3 separate regions of the Mus musculus genome follow, and regions 2 and 3 are each linked to region 1. A link is a contact called in public HiChIP or PLAC-seq data. All regions are on one chromosome and are shown on one strand. The core of a region is the stretch at or near the end of the contact, and the rest is flanking DNA. Distances in the headings are between cores, read along the strand shown. Region 1 overlaps Runx1 (runt related transcription factor 1). Region 2 holds the start of Cbr1 (carbonyl reductase 1). Region 3 overlaps D430001F17Rik (a long non-coding RNA gene).

Evidence for each region. HiChIP or PLAC-seq counts read pairs in DNA pulled down with a chosen protein or histone mark.
Region 2: a contact with region 1 is called in a FOXA1 HiChIP or PLAC-seq map of pancreatic cancer cells. The contact joins the promoter of Cbr1 here to the enhancer-like site in region 1. A contact is called at or near these places in 4 of 39 promoter capture datasets (cranial neural crest, embryonic stem cells, hematopoietic stem and progenitor cells and 1 more), 2 of 484 Hi-C or Micro-C datasets (both in embryonic stem cells), 24 of 115 datasets of contacts at active chromatin or transcription factors (the NIH/3T3 cell line, the SCID.adh cell line, acute myeloid leukemia and 17 more) and 5 of 9 other capture datasets (adipose tissue, embryonic stem cells, liver and 2 more).
Region 3: an HNF4G HiChIP or PLAC-seq map of pancreatic cancer cells shows a contact between it and region 1. The contact joins two enhancer-like sites. A contact is called at or near these places in 1 of 115 datasets of contacts at active chromatin or transcription factors (pancreatic cancer cells) and 1 of 9 other capture datasets (embryonic stem cells).

The regions. Positions count from the first base shown.
Region 1 is chr16:92,685,129-92,689,628 of GRCm38.p6, forward strand. It overlaps Runx1 (runt related transcription factor 1), which reads right to left. Exons shown (of 8, transcript NM_001111021.2): 4 at 3,848-4,004. Among named protein-coding and RNA genes, the nearest start is that of Gm30281, 75 kb to the right of the region's middle. Within about 2 kb of position 2,008, at least 28 of the 459 cell types and tissues checked have an H3K27ac peak or open chromatin away from gene starts, as enhancers often do. A contact at or near this core is called in pancreatic cancer cells, where this site is marked.
Region 2 is chr16:93,605,849-93,610,348 of GRCm38.p6, forward strand. Cbr1 (carbonyl reductase 1) reads left to right here and starts at 1,989. Exons shown (of 3, transcript NM_007620.2): 1 at 1,989-2,406; 2 at 2,941-3,048; 3 at 3,947-4,500. The coding sequence starts at 2,118. The coding sequence ends at 4,383.
Region 3 is chr16:91,959,654-91,964,153 of GRCm38.p6, forward strand. D430001F17Rik (a long non-coding RNA gene) reads left to right here. Exons shown (of 4, transcript XR_876250.1): 2 at 1,488-1,582; 3 at 1,913-2,006; 4 at 2,233-4,500. Among named protein-coding and RNA genes, the nearest start is that of D430001F17Rik, 7.9 kb to the left of the region's middle. Within about 2 kb of position 2,673, at least 198 of the 459 cell types and tissues checked have an H3K27ac peak or open chromatin away from gene starts, as enhancers often do. A contact at or near this core is called in pancreatic cancer cells, where this site is marked.

The DNA of each region.
Region 1 (4,500 bases), core at 758-3,257:
CTCTACCAACCAGGTCCTGAGTCTACAGATATCACCGCCATCCACACAACAGAGAAGCACAGGAAAATGTCAACCTTGTGGGTCCTCATGTATATTTATCTTCTGAGTATGGGCTGTGTTTAAGACTTGGCATTGAACTGACCCTCAGCAGTCCAAGACACGTTCCAGATTCGCACGTTTTAGTATCTGCACGTCCCAGGAAGATCCATAAACAATCCCGAAACTAAGCTGCACTATAGAAATCTGGGCCCGTGTGCATTTTTTTTTTTTTTTTGGACCTTAGGAAATCTTTGGGGGGATTTTCAGAATTATCTATGACAGCTTCCAGAGATTTAAAGAATCACCAACTTGGAACAAGTGAGCATTGGCTCTGGTCTCCCTCCTCACATTTGCCACACGGCTGTTGTCATGTTTGGTAGTTGCGTGATCTGTTTCCCTGTGACAGGCATCGTTAAAGCTAAGTTCACTGATGGATCAAGTCTTCGGCAGCTGGTGAAACACCCCAGCAGGAAATGGGTGTTTGCAGATGTCACTGCCAAGGTTTCTTAAATGTTTGTCACCTCACACCCCAGCTCATGGGAGCAAGTTACAGACCGAGAAAAAGGCTCAGCTAATTGACCTCCCTCATGAAAGAGATCTCTTTTTGACCCTGAACTCGGAGATGACTGATAATCTCAGGCCCTGTGACTAAAGCATGCATTGTTCTGGGCAGCCTCCTGAGCGCCCTCCTAATCTCTGGACTTCAGAGAGGGTCTCCCAAGATCCCGTCTGATTTTCACCCCACCCTAAACTCCCAACCGGGAGCAGCTATCTCTCCTTCCTTTGTAGAGCCCCACAGATAATCAACATGCAGATTGGGAATCAAAGGGAGAAACATTCCTATGAGGAGATACACCCGAGCTGATCTAAAGGAGAGCAGGCGGAAGCCATGGTCATGGAGGAAGCAGGCAGGAGCTTCCTCTGCCTTCACCAGGTTTTCACAGGGGCCAGCAGGCAGCCAGGGCTTAGAAGCCAGACAGGCAGGTTTTCCCAGTCACAGGCTGAACCTGAGGTTAGAGCTGAGCATCAGCCAGCTCCCAGACAGATCCATTTCTTGGAACAGAGAAAAATCCTTCCTTGGTTAACTGGCAGTTTCTGTGAGGGTCACAATCCTCAAAATCTGGCATCTGGTAACAAGAAAGGAGGGTGTCCATTCATGTCATCTCTACCCTTTATCCCACACGGAGTACCCAGGCCCCTCCGAGAAGCCATCACTGACAGAATCCCAAACTGACCTTACGGAATGTGGATGTGTTGGAAGGCCAGGACCTTCTGGGCCAGTGTGTGGCCTCTGAGGGCATATTTTTAGGCACATTTAAAAAAATGAAAAATGAAATAGTCGGGTCTTAAGATCGTTCCATAAAGCATAATGCAACTTTTAAAGGATAAGGTTCAACCAGGGAGATTAGGGCTAATTGTGAGAATTAGTGAGAGTCATTTCTTCAGTTTCTAATGGGAAGCAAATCGCAAGAGAGAAGGAGAGAAAGAGAGTGAGAGAGGGTGGGGTGGGCTGGGCTGGGGAATATCCAGCAGGCTTTGATGGCATGAAAAATCAAAATAAAATCATATTTTGTGACTACAAAGTGAAATTATGAGATAAAACCATGTTTATTACACCGACAGCTCACTTGTCTTGGTATTGACATGAAAAATTTAAACCATAAAAACTCAAGACCAACATTATATATAGAAACCATAACTGGGTCAAGTGGTCAATTAGTCCTCCTGAGTTTTAATTACTCGTTACCCCTCATGAAGAGGAGAGCCTGCTCAAGTCAAATATAATCCAATTTTTTGCATCTGATTAATTTTTTTCATTCCAGGGTATGGGAAACCAGCCTCGCCTTGGGTGCTGCTGTTTTCCTGGGGGGGGGGGGCGGTTATGCAAACTCAAGTGCACACTGGCACGAATCAGACAGCAGAGTGCAAACACTCCACGCCTTGGGGAAACAGTCCATTGTTCCTCAGGTAAACACCAGCACCTCTTAGTCACCCACTCAAAACAGAAATGGCCAAAGAGGGATAGGCGACCAGCACATAGCACCACCAAGGTAGGCAGGCACGCTGCTTTCAGAACCCCACTCTTGATCATCATCAACTGGCTGCCACGGTCGTCACAAAGCCACCATGCAACTCCCTACGGGAAAATGTCACTGGAATAGTCCATTAAATAGTCTTCGAAACTTCCATAGCCAAACATGACAAAAAGACCCACTTAGACGCCTAGGAGTATGGGGACATGTTCTCTGGCAACCCAGCTAGATCCTACGAACTAAGCTTATTGCTAGGCAGGTGGGCGTGGGCCTGGCTGTTGGGGTCTTCCTTTCTTCTTGGCTTCCCACCCGCTCGGCCAGCGACTCATCTGAAACCTCCCTGATATTTTCTAAACACATGCCTCTGAACCGTAATGCGAATTCCATTTGCTGAAAGGCAGACTTTCAATATTCCAAGTGGATCCACTTAAGGGCGCAGGCTCTCCCAGGCCTTCGATAAGTGGGTAGACTCTTCTTTCAATCACCCTATTATTAGCACAGTAGCGCGAACACATATTTTCAATAACATTATATGTTCTCTACATTTTTTTCTCCAGCTGTGACATCATTCTGAAAATGCCCTGGGCATCTGGGGGCAGGGGTAGGGGAGCAAACACAGAAGTCCAGGCTCACACTCTCAACTCTCTCCTCTTTCCCACTATGAACACGGAATTTCCACTGTTCTGAACGCCTTCAGAATCAGTAGTAACAATCCCTTTGCTTGACATTTCTTGTCTGTTGCCAGTCTACCTGCTTTGTTTTGCTTGCTTGGTGCTGGGGATCAAACTAAAGGCCTTTCACACGGAAGGCTCTACCACTGAGCGATGGACACGACTAGCCCCTCCCTGTGTCTTCCCCTCTCTGAGAACTGATCGTATGACTTAGATATATGTCATTCCGCTTTGATTAAGCTAGAGATATCATTTACGGCTAAGATCGTTCAATTCTACATTACAAAGGTGAGGGTTTAAGCGAAGACCTTGCTCCTAGACTCTCACACGGCCTGCTGATGTTTGTAAAATGTGCCGTAGCTCCTTGAAATGAAGAGAGAACACATACCTCGGAAGATAACTGGAAAGCAGACAAGCCTACAGTGAGAGCAGGTCCTCTTTCTACTCCAATAGTTTAATAACTGGTTAAAGGTGAGGCATAATAACTGCATGTCCAGCTGGGCTAAGGAAATAATTTGGTCTCTCACATGAGCAGTATCTAAATGTTAAGTGAGCCTGGCTTCTCCCACCAAACCATACACAAAGAATGCATAGTGAAGGTCACACTGCTCTCAGATGTACCAGTAAGAGTCCATTTTTTTTAATCCTAGGAATATAAGCTTACTTAAAACTATATCAATAAGGGTTCCCCCAAAATTATTGATGTGACCAACTGAAACCCTGTCGCATGTTCGAGGGAGCGTAAGTACCATATGATAAAGGCTCATGGCTTTGATTATCCCATAGTGACCACCCATTATACAATCTCAGTCCTCATTCTGGGGTGGTTCGCTCACTTATCTCAGTTTAGGAAAACGGTGGAATGTTTTATTGAACTTCACAATTCACGCATCACACACTGTGCGTTCCAAGTCCATCACACGCTGTGCGTTCCAAGTCAGTTGTAAGCCAATTTAGTCATCAAAACGTGATAATATCCAGTTGTTAGGTATCAAATAAACATTACCTTAAATAAATATCATTATGCTGCATCAATAATAAGAAACGGCTACTATTTGGAAAACCCGGGTTCGAATTTCACACCCATCCGTGACAGATACGCACCTCTACCGCTCCGCCCGACAAACCTGAGGTCGTTGAATCTCGCTACCTGGTTCTTCATGGCCGCGGTAGCATTTCTCAGTTCTGCCGAGTAGTTTTCATCGTTGCCTGCCATGACGGTGACCAGAGTGCCATCCGGGACGTCCCCCAGTGCCACCACCTAGACGTCAACCAAGGGACAAATGCAGACATCAGTGCTGTCACAGGCACCTGGCTGTGTCATTTGTCTGGCAATTGCGCTGATGTTAAACTTAATGCTTAATGGTGACACTTTCTAGTTTATAGAAGAGCCGTCCGTCATCATTTGATCATCGTGACAGAAACAGCTTGCTGTGAGTCCTGCGATGCAGAGACAGGTGTGGATTTTCAAATAAGGAAGACACAGAGATTAAAGGAGAAAAGCCACAGAAGGTCACAGGACACAGTGGGAACAAGACAAGCGGGGACAGGAATTCTGAAAAGCTACTACTGTTTCTCATTGGTACAGTTATCTCTTAAGACCTCATATTCGAAAGACAGAAAGTCTTGTGTTTGTAGATTTGTGATCTAATCCACTTCAAAAAAAGATTTATCTTGGCATTTTGAATTAAGTGTATGTGGGTGGGCATTTTCTTGAGAGCAGGCCATGAAGGCCAGAGGAGCAAATTACCCTGGGA
Region 2 (4,500 bases), core at 739-3,238, 920 kb after region 1:
TCAAGGTTCCTTATACACCACGAACTACCCCTGCGTGGCTTTTGTACTGAAATAATTCAATGAACATCTGTCTCACTCCAGCAACAGAAGAAAGTCCCTGGGGGTATGGAGATTGCAGACCAAATAGTCACTGATATATAAAAGAGCAAACCATAAACAGCTAAATTATCCTGGATGACAGAGCAGGTATCCAGACCATGCAAGGTGTGACCACATCTATGTGACACTGCTGAGCGCCGAGGACACTGGAGGGGTGTTTGCTCAAGCAAGACCAACAAGATCCTTTTATGCCTTGACTGTGATGGACACAAAACCTAAAATGCCAAGGAAATCATACAGAATGAATAAATTTACCTGAGGTCACAAAAGAGGAGTCTGAACAGAACTGGAAGCTTGTCTTGCTGTGGATACGTGGTGTTTTACTATACTTTCGGCAGCTCACAACCTCGTGTGACTCCAGTCTGTGGGATCTGATGCCCGGTGCCCTCTTCTGCCCTCTGGGCATGGCACATGGTACGCAGACATGGGTTCAATCAGAACACGCATACACCGTTCTTGCTTCCTGTGGTTACATGGGTTCCAAGGATTGAACTCAGGCTGCTGGGTGACCAAGGTCCTTGCCCTCACTTGCTGAGCCATCCCACCCTGGGCAGCATTTTTTTTTTTGGATTATTCAGGTTTCTTAAGCAATTGACTAGGAGCTTACTTTGAACGGCAATTTACAAGCAATGTATATGAGGCAGTAGAATATTTTGAAATGGAAATCTTATACCTGTCTCCTTTATTTTACTGTATTCCTAATACAATGACCTTCATACACACAGAGAGGTCTTCCTGTGGGGTCAGTATAACTAAAATGTCTTATTTTAATCTAAATGGCCACTTGTTTCTAATAGCAACCTACTGAATGGAGAGGAAACGAAACTTGACCTGGAGATCCCTATAGCCAGGGTGTTAGGAACCAGTGACGAAATCTGTTTCCCACGACTGAACCAAATGTCATTTTGCGAGCATATGGCATCATGTCATCTTAAAAAGGGACTAAAAGGGTGCATTGTGGTGCACAGAAGAGCAGCATCCCCTGAAGGCCCTGTACACATCTGTACACTCAATACAAACATCCAGGTAAGACAAAGCAATTAGAAGTATCTAAAGGGATACCACAGGCTAGTAAGGAATGTTTCCTGCCCAAAGATTACCCCAATAGCTTTGCTTTGGTGTCCTAAGAGGTGAATTCAACACAAATTGCGATTCCTCATCATAATCTCCCAGTTTGTCCTACAATTCAAGTTCCTACAACTTAAGTGGCAGCTTTATGTTATTTTTTTTAAACACCAGAAAGAAAACGTACAGAGGTCCAATTTGCAAGTTGGGGAAAACAGTGAAAAATTCATACAAGTAATGAGGAAGACCTAGACCCGTGGGCAAGCTGAATGCATGATTTCCAGGTGCAAAGCTGTGTTTCTCTCTCTCTCTCTCTCTCTCTCTCTCTCTCTCTCTCTCTCTCTCTCTCTCTCTCTCTCTCTCTCTCCCTCCCTCCCTCCCTCCCTCCCTCCCTCCCTCCCTCCCTCCCTCCCTCCCTCCCTCCCTCCCTCCCTCTCTCTCTCTCTCTCTCTCTCTCTCTCTCTCTCTCGCCTTCTCCTGCAGTCTTGCCTGGCAGCTGGCTTCAACACGCCTTCAGGAAAAAGCCTGAGATGTCAGTCATTTGACCTGGCCGGTTTTTTTCCTGGCTGGTATGTAACCCCCAACTGCATAATGCATAATCTGAGATAACAGACAACCTGACACCTTTCGTTGCATGGTAAACTTTTATTTAAAAAAAAAACAAAAAACAAAAAAAAAAAAACGGAGTTCAGGTAAGGTGAGCCATTTCCTAAATACACAGCAATTTGACAAGAGGCAACTTTAAAATCCACACTAAACAACAAACACACCCCCCACCAGCCACGCCCCCCGTAGGGAGGGGGCTTAAACTGCGCATGCGTGCTAGGTGCGACATTGTCGACGCCAATTTCAGTCCGCCAGTGAACCGGTCTTGAACCACTCTCCAGCAGCCTCGAGAGGCAGAGTTTGCGCCAAGTTCCTTGGTCTCCGACGGCCTCCCTTCTCACGCAGCCATGTCTTCCAGCAGACCCGTGGCGCTGGTGACCGGTGCTAACAAAGGAATCGGATTCGCGATCACTCGTGACCTGTGTCGGAAATTCTCCGGGGACGTGGTGCTCGCGGCGCGGGACGAGGAGCGGGGCCAAACGGCAGTGCAAAAGCTGCAGGCGGAGGGCCTGAGCCCACGCTTCCACCAGCTGGACATCGACAACCCGCAGAGCATTCGCGCACTGCGCGACTTTCTGCTCAAGGAATACGGAGGCCTGGACGTGCTGGTCAACAACGCAGGCATCGCCTTCAAGGGTAAGCCATTGGGTGTGGAGATGGAAGGTGGCTTCCCCAGAGCCTGGTGGCAAGGTGGGCTGTGCCTCTCTGGGATCATTACTAGGACCAGGAGCACTATGCTGTAGGACTCTGAAACAGATCCCCTGGGAGAAACAGGACAGGGTAGTAGGGGCTGCAGGAAAGCAGAGCCTCAATGTTCGCCATCATTTCTAGGTTTCCCTCACCCAGTTGTTGAGTAATTGAATTGGACTTGGCGATACTTAAGTGGAACTATATCTGATACTGAAATAAGCAAGAGATTGAGGAGAGAGAAAGAGACAGAGGGAAACGGTGTTTCCTTAAGATCCTGATATATACAAACTTCACCTAGCCACCCCCAGTGGTGGTGGTGTCTTTCAAGCACAATAGAAAATTGTCAGATGGACAGTGATGCAGAGCTGTATGTAAACAAGACTGTACTTGCAAGTGGATCTCTAAAGCTCTAGCTTACTTAGGTCTTTACATTTCCACTCCGCTAACTCGGTTCTCTTCTCCCCCCCCCCCCCCCGAAAGTCAATGACGACACCCCCTTCCACATTCAAGCAGAGGTGACAATGAAAACGAACTTTTTTGGTACCCGAGATGTCTGCAAGGAGCTGCTCCCTCTAATAAAACCCCAAGGTGAGTCTGCCAGGTGACTTCCGGGCTCAGCTCCTCTCCCTACTGCACAGCCTCTCTGCCACTGTGAGGCACTGCTCAGACCTTTGATCTCAATTCTTTTGTGGCCATTGACTTTCTCTTTGCATACGCAGCTCTTCTTAATCTTCAGATAAGATTCCAGCATCCACTTCTTCCACCTCCTCACCCATTAGGGGCTTTAGGACTCCAATTATGTCTGAAATATTTTGCATACATACTGACATCCCACTGGCCACAATGGCCTGTCCCCACAAGTGCTAAGATTGTACCCAACTACATCCCTCAGCCCAGCTCCACAGCAGCTCTCAGCTGTCAAGATGAACCCTACAAACCCTCTGAGGAAACCACCTTTCTGGAGCAGGACTTCTTTGCCTCTCTACAGCACTCAGCCCCTCCTAAAATCCTTCAGGAAGAAAATCAGGCCTTTAGCAGGGCTCACAAGACTCTATAATCTCACCCTTCCTTATTCCGAGCTCATGTTAGTGCTCCATCAACATGAGAAACCTTTCTGGAAAAACAAACTATCACATTACATTTCTCATGAACTGCTCTCATACCACAAGTCTTTGAATAGCACGTGAATGACCAGTCATTAAACACACCAGTAATGATGAGGGAGCCACTTTGAAAATGTGAGTCTCTGGTATAGAGTTGACTAAGTATGGCTCTCTCAGAACTCCTGTCCTCTCTCCTGTCTTCCCCTCTGGACCAGATCTCACGGTCATCTGGCTTCTCTGCTCACACAAACCTCAAAAGCAAAAAACCAGATTCTCTGCTACTTAACTCCTGTTCTGTGCATCCCTGTCTCACATGAAATCTTTCTGATACAATTCTCACCAGATGTAAAGTGCTGTTCTTGTACATGGTGATGTGTTTTTAGGCAGAGTGGTGAATGTGTCCAGCATGGTGAGTCTCAGGGCCCTGAAAAACTGCAGGCTGGAGCTGCAGCAGAAGTTTCGAAGCGAGACCATCACAGAGGAGGAGCTGGTGGGGCTCATGAACAAGTTTGTGGAAGATACAAAGAAAGGAGTCCATGCGGAAGAAGGTTGGCCTAATAGTGCATATGGGGTCACCAAGATTGGGGTGACAGTCCTGTCCAGAATCCTTGCCAGGAAACTTAATGAGCAGAGGAGAGGGGACAAGATCCTTCTGAATGCCTGCTGCCCTGGGTGGGTCAGAACCGACATGGCAGGACCAAAAGCCACCAAAAGCCCAGAAGAAGGAGCAGAGACCCCTGTGTACTTGGCCCTTTTGCCTCCAGATGCAGAGGGGCCTCATGGGCAGTTTGTTCAAGATAAAAAAGTTGAACCATGGTGAACCCAACTCTCACCTCCCACCCCCTTGTATCCAGACTTTATGAAGGCCAAGGACATTTATAATGTAGTAACACTTCTGAAAAATAAACATAGAATTCTTTGAATGCACAGAGGTTTA
Region 3 (4,500 bases), core at 1,423-3,922, 720 kb before region 1:
ATCACCCATATGGGGCTCACAACCCTCTGTAACTCCAAAGAATCCAGTGCCCTCTCCTGGCACACGAAAGCAGATAAAGGCAGAGGATTGCAGGTTCAAGGCCTGCCAGGGCTACAAACTGAATTTTAGCTGGGACAACTTATGGAGACCTTGTCGCAAAAGAAAAAGCAGAAATAAAGGGTGCTGTTGTTGTTGTTGGTGGTGGTGGTGATGGTGGTGGTGGTGGTGGTGGTGGTGTGTGTATAGCTCAGTTGTACAGGGCTGGGCTTATCCAAGGTTCCAAGTTCAATTTAAGTGTAGTTAAATGTACCATACATTTGGAAACAGGGGTTTGTATTTTAAACTTGGCTTTTATCCATTTTCTGTTGCTATAACAGGATACTGTAGACTAGACTATTCATAAAGAGAAGACTTTTTTGGTTCACCGTTCTGGAGCCTGCAAGGTCCTCAGTTGCTTCTGGGGAGTATCAAGTGCTTGTGAACCTCACACAGAATGCAGAAGACCAAGAGGGCACAGCATCGGTTCAGAGGTCCATCAGCTCAGGACAACCCACCCTGTCCTTCAGAAATGAAGGTTCACACATTGCCTAGAGAATCCATCCAGTCCTGTGAGGATGGATTGCTCACTTTTAATAATCTAACCACCTCAAAGGACCCCATTTCCTAATACCACCACAGTGGGATCGAGTTTTAACATGAGAAGATGGAGGGGTGGCTTCAGTGGTTAAGACCACTGACTGCTTTTTCAGAGGACCTGGGTTTAATTCCCAGCACCACATGGCAGCTCACAACCATCTGAAACTGTGCCAGGGGATCTGATGATGCTCTGGTCTCTACAAACACTGCATGCATGCAACATGATGCATAGACATTCTTACAGACAGAACACCATTACTCTACAAATAAAACAAACTGAACATGAGTTTACACTCACACCGTTGTATAGTTATAATAAAAGAAAATAGGGAGCTGGAGAGATGGCTCAGTGGTTAAGAGCACTGACTGCTCTTCCAGAGGCCCTGAGTTCAATTCCCAGCAACCACATGGTGGCTCACAACCATCTATAATGAGATCTGGCGCCCTCTCCTGGCATGGAGGCATATATGCAGGCAGAACACTGGGTACCTAATAAATACATTTTTAATAAAAAAATTTTTTTTAAAATCTGAAACAACACGATGTGGTACCTGGAGTAGATGAAATAAGACTGGCGATTGGTAATGATGCTAGACGCAGTGTGATGAGCATTGTGGTGGTCAGTGTTGACAGCTGGATACACCATATAATTATCTCAATGAGGGGGTGTCTAGCTGAACCTGGCTTGTGCACATGTCTATGAAGGATGTTCAGGTTAGATGGGAAGCCCTGCCTACTGTGAGCATCACTATTCCCTTGGCAGGGATCCTGAACTGTGTGAGAACAGAGAGACCCAGCTGGGCGCTCCCATGCAGGCCCCGACTCCCCGTTCTCTCTGCTCTTGACTGTAGGCGTAACCAGCTGCTTCAGGCTCCTGCCTTGACTTCCCTGAAGTGATAGACTGCAACCTGGGATTGTGAGCTAAGTAAACCCTTCTCTTAGTAAGGTATTTTTTTTTTTAATCGCATCCACAGGAAATAAAAGTAGATAAACATTGAGAGGTTTATTAAGGCCATCTCCTCTAGTTTTTGTGCATGTTTGAATATTTCCATAATAATAATAAAAAAAGAAAAACAGTTACCTGTCTTATATCTATCCCTAGGACTTTTATGTTCAGGGAATGGATTTAATACATTTAATTAAAGCATGCGAGGTAATAAAATTACTAAGTTGCTGTAACACAAAAGCATTTGTGGTTTAAACATTGAATCTTCAATGCCGTTGCTCAACGATGCAAATAATGTGGACTTTTGATTCTCACTCCAAACTTGAAAAGGAGACTCTTGTCATGAGCCTGTTCCTGACTCTCCACCAGGCATGGAGTTAGCCTGATCCCTGATCCCCGATCCCCGGCTTTTGCTGCATTTCCGGTAACTATTTCCTTTTCTTTTCCAATAATGTTTTTTATAATGTGAAAACATTGCATAACGCTTAGAAATGCATTCAGTCTCGTTGACTCCTAGATTTCATTATTTTTCTGTGGGGCTGACGGGGCATACTGAATTCATCCTGTTAAATACAGGAACTAATAGGGGTTCTGAGAGGTTAATTGGATTTAGTTAGTTAATTCTTTCTTGTAACTGTGTCTCCTTACAGACATACAGCGTGCACTGAGCTGATGACATATCTGATGTGGTTCAAGGCTCCCGAGAGAGCTAAAAGGTACCTGAGTCTGAGGAGCCCTCAATGGGGAATAGCAAGCCAGACAGCTTGCTAATGGACAGACAGAATGAGACACCTGGCTGGCCCTTCAAATGGGCAGAAGTTTCTTACCTTCCCATACTTAATGCCAGGATTAGAATCCAGGCCCAGAGACCAGCCCACCTCTGTCCAATGGGACCCAATCTCTCGGCAGCAATTCTGGCTCTCGGTTTTTAATCTTAGATTCCAGTTTTCTTTGTTCCTTAATTTTCCCTGTGGGATGTTTTTTTTTTTTTTCCCATAGAGCTTTGTGTGGTTCTGTTATGGAGCATAGAAGGAGGGCTGATTTCTCTGTTGGGAGGTGAGGGGAGCACTCTGTCACTCTGATGGAATGGATTGGAAGTGGGTGGATGCTGGCCAACCTGTGTCCTGCTAAGATGCAGCCTAGGGGAATGTCCGTCCCTCACCCCCAGCTGCCTTCGCTCTGCTGGCTGCTGGTCACGTGTCCCTGTTTACCTGCACAGGCAGTCATTATTCACCCCTTCCCACGTACCCCCACACTTGCACACAAAGCCAGAGAGTGGCTTACATTTTCTTTTCTTTCTTTCTTTTATTTTTTTTTATTTTTATTTTTTTTTTTTAAAAGAACCTTCCCCAAACCCATTCTAAAATGTCAAGTGTTTCAGTTTGAGGAAAAAAAAAGCTGAAAAAACCGTGACTCATGACAAGGCTGACAAACAGCTCTGAGGGTATGCTGGTGAGTCACTCTGAGACTGTAGCGGCGAGGGCCAGCGGTGGGGAGATTGTCAGGAGACCAGCCAGTAAAATTCCACAACTCTCCCGAGCAGAGTAGGAGGTAATTCAAAAACCCTGGGATTTTTCCAGCTCTCATTTCATGTAGGACTCAGGCTGCTCTTAGATATGTTGATCTCCTCAGGAAATCATCAAGAATGATTACCAAAAATATAAAACAAAAAAAAAAACCAAAAAACAAAAAAAACCCCAAAACCCACCCCCACGTTATTATCTTTCTGTGCCCAGTGCCATGTTGAACCAGCCCTGTTTGCCACTGCGCACTAGCGAGGCTGCTGGGTTGTCTGGAAGGGTCTTGGGTTGCTAGGCAACAGCACTGGCAGCATCCATCATGCCCAGTAATATCAGTGTGGCCAGCAGAGCACATTGGTCCCCCACCCCCACCCTCTCCCCCAGCCTCCCCACCCCTTGTGAAAATGTTAATTTGCATCTTGGGGACAGGAGCTGTGCCAGGTGATCTTGTGTATAAAATAATTCAGTGCAGGGTACAAAGTGCAAATACTGTTTCTAGTCGCAAGACAGAATGTGTGACGTCGTCGTCGTCGCAGATACAGACCTGTTTGTGAACGTACTTTATATTAGCCGTGTGTGTAGGTGTGATGTAAAAGCCATTGTGTCAAATGCATCCTCATGTCTTCTGCCGTTCAATCATTTTTCCTGTCTGCCCACACACATCTTATTTACGCCTTGCTCTCTCTCTCTCTCTCTCTCTCTCTCTCTCTCTCTCTCCTCCCTCTGTCCCTTCCCCCTTTCTCTTTGTGCTGTGGTCTCCTGGTGATGGAGTTATTGTTTGTATGTCGGGATGTGTAGACAGGAGGAAGTGTATTTCTAGAGGTGAGAGGGCCCCATGGTTATGGTTGGAGGCCTCTCTTTACAAGGCTTTTCAATGTGGCAATTGTGTTCCAGAAATGCTTCTTTTGGGGGTGGGTCTCCATCAGGCCAAGGTCTGTCTGTGCCTTTTATTTACTGTCAATAGGCAGCAGTCACAGGGAACTGGTAAAGGGCCAGAGGGAGCAATGTGGCAGGTGGGAAGGAGACCCAAATCTTTTCTCCTTCCCAGTCCACGCTGGCATTTCTACAAGTTACTGCATTCTGTGACTTTCCTGGGAAGACACAAACAAATGTCTATTCACCGCCGCAGATAGGGCACTGGCCCACTAAAGTCCAGCGTGGCGAACCAGTGGGTTTATTAGGCTTCTTTGTAGGGGCATGGGAGCTCAAAGACAGCTGCAGCTCCTGGGTGGGTGAAGTCTCCTCTTCTCAGGTGTGTCAAGGTGTCAGCGAAGATCAGCCATCATGGGTATTTAAGTTCTCAGCTAGCCCAGGAGGTCTAAGCCTTCATTTCCCCCAGAGGAGAAGCAGGGCATCTTCCATACTGGTACGCAGAGTCTACACGAGTGGTCCTGGGAA